2 separate regions of the Canis lupus genome follow, and region 1 is linked to region 2. Evidence: chromatin contacts called from public Hi-C data. All regions are on one chromosome and are shown on one strand. Each heading gives the region's core, a stretch centred on a gene start, on an enhancer-like site or on the middle of the called end of the contact. The rest is flanking DNA. Distances are from core to core; before and after follow the strand shown.

Region 1 (2,932 bases), core at 252-2,751, 110 kb before region 2:
TAGGTGACTCGATCCCATGACCTCAGGATCACGACCTGAGCCAAAGGCAGATACTCAACCACTGAGCCACCCAGGTGCCACTATTTTTTTCATTTTTAAGCAATCTCTACACCCAACATGGGACTCAAAGTCACAACCCTGAGATCAAGAGTCACACACTCTACTGCCTGAGCCAGCCAGGTACCCCTCAGAAGCTTATTTTCATCTTTGGTAAATCAGGGTAGCAAAATGAAGTTCCTAGTCACAGGGAGAATTAGAGAGAACAGGTTATATTAGCATCTGAAGCTAAGAGTTCCTCATGATATAATGACATGATGATGGTAACATGAAAATGCCAACTTGTTAGAGAAGTTGTTCTCAACCAGAGGGTGGGGGTGGGGATTCTGTTCCCCAGGAGACACCTGGCAATGTCAGGAGACATTTTTGGTTGTCGTGATTGGGAGAGGTGATGCTACTTGCATCTAGTTGGTGGAGATCAGGAATGCTGCTCAACATCCTAATGTTTTTGCTACCTCCAAGGGAGCTTCCCATGTGCAATCTGAAACCAGCCCCTGTACTTGGAGGGCAGGGCAAGACCAGAGAAAGTCAGGCCATTTCAGATTGGTAGGTGGCAGGTTTGATAAGCAGGAGAACTTACTTACCAGGCTTGTCTCGAGTGGCCGCAGACAAGTAGATCTTCACACCATAGCAGCCAGAATCTTAAAAATGTATATAAAGGCCTTAACTGGGTTCAGTCCCATACACCATCCAGATGGTCTTAACACCACATCACTATCTCAAGGCTGTGTCCTTGGGAGAGCATCTCGTGCAGGGAGGCCCAGGGGAGTGAACACTCCAAGGACAGGGGAGGGGGAGCTTCTCGCCCACCTGGTGGGTCAAATCTGCAGTTACATGTTCTTGATGACCTCCTCCAACATGCGCACCCCACCGCAAAGAGTGCTCTGGCCCCAAATGTTAAGCAGTGCTGAGATCGAGAAACCCTGCTCTAGAAACTTAGATTGCATTTAACGCTTATGGGGACGTCAACGTTGGATGCTTTGATTCCTGATTGTACCACTTGTTGGCTGAGCCTGGAAATAATAGGAAAAATCATGGCCTACATTTCATGTGCCCTTCACATGCCCCAAGCATGACGTTAGGCTCATCTTATAAGCAAATTTCATTGTCTACCTGACTCTGGAGATCATAAAGCAAACTTAAGCCCAGAGAAGCCAAGTGGCCCATGCAAGGGGCTTCATCTATCTGGACCTCTTTTTTTTTCATCAGTGGGGGAGAATCATAATACCCGCCTCTTGGGCACACTGCCCATGTGGAATGCCAACCAGCTGGCACCTCATGGGCCCTTAACAAATGGCCTCTTCTGTGATGAGCATATTAGCCCGACACACAACGGTTAACCATCAAGTCTGGCTAAGTGCCCAGCTAATAAGCCAGGGCCTGAGAGCCACACAATTTCTTTCATTATCCCAGTTGCTGGGTGAATTGGCAGGGAGAGACCTGGGAAGTACCTAAGACAAAAGTTACTAGGATTGCCGGGGGCCTGGCTTCCGGGCAGTGCTACGGCCAGAAAACTTTCTTCTCCAGCCTACTTCCCCAGAGGGTTTTAAGTTGGCTTTTCCACCACCAGCAGGAGTGAGATTGAGGCCAGAGCTCCCAAGGAAAACCAGAAGGCAAGCACTGCAAGGGACTTCTGTCCTTCCTGGGGAAATCCAGTCTTCTTCAGTTGCCTGTAGTGATAAATAGGAGTCAAGGAAGATGGACAGTTGTGGTTGAGCCCACTGATGTGACAATTATTTAGTGAGCACCTACTATGTGCCAAGCATGCTGACCTTGGCGGACAGAGTCCTTGCACTCACGGAACTCATGTTCTTGTGGCGAGACAAGCAGTAAAGAAGCAAGAAGAAACATACCAGCTGGTGGTGAGTACCATGCAGAGAATTAAAATAGGGTGATGGCATTGGGAGGGACTGGGGGAGTGGTCACTGAGCAATGGGGTGGTCAGAGAGCCTCTGAGGAAGTGGCATTTAACTGAGGTGTAGGGGATCCCTGGGTGGCTCAGCGGTTTGGCACCTGCCTTTGGCCCAGGGCGCGGTCCTGGAGTCCCGGGATCGGGTCCCACGTCGGGCTCCCGGCATGGAGCCTGCTTCTCCCTCCTCCTGTGTCTCTGCCTCTCTCTCTCTCTCTCTCTACGTCTATCATGAATAAATAAATAAATCATTAAAAAAATAAAAAAAAATAAACTGAGGTGTGGATGACATGAATGGATTCAGGATGGGGAATTCAGGTGCAACATGAGGCCCTGAAGCTGTAATTGGCTAGTTGTCTTAGGCCAGGGTTCTCAACCAAGCGTGATTGTGCCCCTACTAGACACTGGCAATGTCCAGAGATTTTTTTTTAAAGACTTTATTTATTTCTTTGACATACAGAGAGAGAGCACAAGCAAGGGGAGTGGGAGAGGGAGAAGCAGGCTCTCTGCTGAGCAGGGAGCCCGATGCAGGGCTTGATTCCAGGACCCCAGGATCATGGCCTGAGCTGAAGGCAGACGCTTAACTGACTAAGCCACCCAGACACCCCTTGGAGATATTTTTAATCGTCACAGCTTTGGCGGAGGTGGGGAGCCCTGCTACTGGCATCCAATGAGTCAAGCCCAGATGCTCCTCAACATCCTACAATGCACAAGATGGCCCCCACTGCAAAGAATGACCTGGCCCCAGATGCCAGTAGTGCTGATATTGGAAAAGTCTGGGCTACAGAAATAGAAAGAAAGCTTAGTGTGAGCATCAAGGTCAAAGTCTTCCCATCCTCCCACGAACTCAAGAGGTGGTAAGCAAGGGAACATGACCATGTGCCAGAGTCGGGTAGAGTCCTACAGACCTGTTTGGAACTGAGATAAATGGAGAAAGAAACAGAGATTTGAGGGGAGACAAATTCA
Region 2 (2,700 bases), core at 171-2,670:
ATTGTGTCCGTAGCAGAACACTGAGGGAAGAATTACTTGCCATGGCACCACCTTGGGATAATTACCATCCCCATTTTGGCTCGTTTTATTCACTACCTTAGTGCTTTTCACACCGAGGCAGCGCTTGCTGGTCTGGGCTGGCTTGCTCTGGGTTGGTTTTCGATCTTGTCCGGTGTGGTCTGCAGCCAGCATGCGGAGGCTGCCTGGCACAGCCGTTGGACCCTGGCCTTCATGCCCACCTCGTGGACATTGCTGGCCTCGTCTGGGGATGAGGGGGGTCCCAACGGGAGGTGGCGGCAGCTGTGCCTCACTCCTCCTGGGGACACACAGACGCCACGCGCCCACTGGCTCTCCCTCCCTGCCAGCTGCACCACCTCGTGAGTGACGACGTCTGTCTGAAGGTGGTGGAGCTCTACCTGAACGAGAAGAAGCGAGGTGCTGCAGGGGGGAACCTGTCCTCCCGCTGCGTCCGCGCTGCCAGGGAGACCAGCTACCAGTGGAAGGCTGAGCGGTGCATGGCTGATGAGAACTGCTTCAAGGTAAGGGGTGGCCACGCTCTGCCCCACGCGGGGCCGGGGCTGCAAGGAGGACACCCACGACGGGGGACAACTGGCTGCTTTGCCCCGGCCCGGGAGGCGGGCTGGGGCTGGGGCTGGGGCTGGGGCTGGCGCTGGGCCTTGACTTGGCTGCTAGCCTACCCGATAGCACAGACTTCTCTTACTGGGCCCCTGGCAGCTGGGGAAGGCAGTCCTAGATGACCGTGCAACCTCGTTCGGGGCTTCAGCCTGTTCATCCCCCTTCCTCCCCAGGTGATGTTCCTCCAGCGCAAAGGGCAAGTGATCATGACCATCGAGCTTCTAGACACCGAAGAGGCGCAGACAGAGGACCCTGTGGAGGTCCAGGTGAGAACCACAGTCCACCTTGAACACATCGTGGGGGTTAGGGGCAGCCACGGGCAGCACCATGGGGCCCCCCGGGTCCCCCAAAAGCCTTGTGCACACACTGGCCAGGCACCGGCTGCAACTGTCCACCCAGCGAGGCCTCAGTCACAGCCTGACCTTCTTGGAAGCCTGAGAGGGGATGGCCACTGCACATGCCCCATCAGGAGCCAGTGTGCATGTCCAGGGCAGGAAGGCAGGTGAGAGCCAGGCCATCCTTCCCCAAAACCCTCTTCCTGGCTCCTCCCACCTGCTGCAAACACTGTCATCCCCCTTGAGCCCATGGCCTGCATGGTCACTCCGACCCTGTGGCGTGTGGCCCTGTACTCCCCGTGCCTGAAGCCCAGAGCCCTGGATCCCAGCCCCTGGTCACCAGGAGAAACCCCCTGGCCCACACTCTAGATGCACATTCCACTTGGTATCCCGGTGCCTCTAAGCCCCTAGCCTCCTTCACAGAGTAGGGCCCTCCCCACTACTGCAGCCAGTGGGGGTCCCCTTGTGGAATCCTTCCCTGTGGGCCTCAGGGCTTCCCAACAGCAGATGCTTTCCCAGACAAGTGTAGGTGGGGGTCTGTACACCCTGCTCCTTCCAGAAGTTTCCAGCAAATGTGGTTTTGTGAGGCTTGAGTCTGGAGGAGCCTGTGGCTTTTAGAAGGTGGTGAACAGAGGGAGGGTCACTTGGACACGGCAGACCATGCTCACCCCTGACCTGAGCAGCCCCTGCAAGCCCTGCCTTCTGCTCATCCCCAACTCCTGCCTGGCCTGTCCCTGCCGCTCCTCGGATCCAGCTCCTCTGTGTGAAGGCCCCGCTCCCTGGGGGAGCTTGTCACGTGACGGGTGCAGAGAGGATGTCATATAGCAGGTGTGCTTATCCACCCAAGCGTGAAATGCCACAGCTGTCTACCTTGTGGCTCTGGGCAAGTGCTTCAGCCAGAGCTGCTGCCATCTGGTGGCTCCTCAGTAGCTGCCACCCTCCCGATGCTTTGGGAAACTGAGGATGAAATCCCTGGGAGCCCCTGAGCTCAGGGTCCCAGGTGAGAGGCTGGTGCCTCCAATGACACGGGCCTGTCTCCCCATGTCCCCACAGCACCTGGCTCGGTATGTGGAGCAGTATGTGGGGACCGAGGGGGCATCCAGCTCGCCCACCGAGGGCTTTCTCCTGAAGCCCGTGTTCCTGCAAAGGTAAGAGGACCCCCAGATGTGGTTCCTTCCCGGGGGACCCGCTCCCACCACCGGCAGCAGCAGGGCCCAGCACCAGGGCCTGACTGGTTTTCCCCGTGTTGCTGGCCAAAGGGGTAGGGTAGTGGTTTCCACCACATCGGTCTGCATTTGTCTGACCCCGGGGAAGTCAGCCGTCTTCCCGGCGTTTACGGGCTGTGAGGATTTCCCAGTCTGCAGATCCTCCTCTCGCCTCCAGGAACCTCAAGAAGTTCCGCAGGTGGCAGTGTGAGCAGGTGCGTGCCCTGCGCGGCGAGGCCAAGAGCTCCTGGAAGCGGCTGGTCGGGGTCGAGAGCGCCTGCAACGTGGACTGTCGCTTCAAGCTCAGCACCCACAAGATGATGTTCATCGTCAACTCCGAGGACTACATGTACCGCCGTGGGACCCTCTGCCGGGCCAAGCAGGTGCCCCTCTCTGCCCGGGGCCTGGGAGCCACGGCTGTCTGGGAGTGGTGTGCACCCTTTTTCCCCCCAGGATCCGGCCCACGGCTATCTGGGGCTGCCCTGACTCCCCTCCCCACCCCCTTCTGCAGGTACAACCACTGG

What was found. A called contact is a pair of places that touch in the nucleus more often than the background predicts.
Region 1: a contact with region 2 is called in a Hi-C map of skin fibroblasts, with 1.6 times the contacts expected there. The contact joins the promoter of NWD1 here to the enhancer-like site in region 2. A contact is called at or near these places in 2 of 9 Hi-C or Micro-C datasets (liver and skin fibroblasts).

The regions. Positions count from the first base shown.
Region 1 is chr20:46,265,558-46,268,489 of UU_Cfam_GSD_1.0, reverse strand. NWD1 (NACHT domain- and WD repeat-containing protein 1) reads left to right here and starts at 1,501. Exons shown (of 21, transcript XM_038566948.1): 1 at 1,501-1,919.
Region 2 is chr20:46,155,476-46,158,175 of UU_Cfam_GSD_1.0, reverse strand. It overlaps SIN3B (paired amphipathic helix protein Sin3b), which reads left to right. Exons shown (of 20, transcript XM_038566950.1): 16 at 366-539; 17 at 810-902; 18 at 2,025-2,119; 19 at 2,355-2,559; 20 at 2,688-2,700. Among named protein-coding and RNA genes, the nearest start is that of F2RL3, 7.6 kb to the right of the region's middle. Within about 2 kb of position 1,420, at least 4 of the 20 cell types and tissues checked have an H3K27ac peak or open chromatin away from gene starts, as enhancers often do.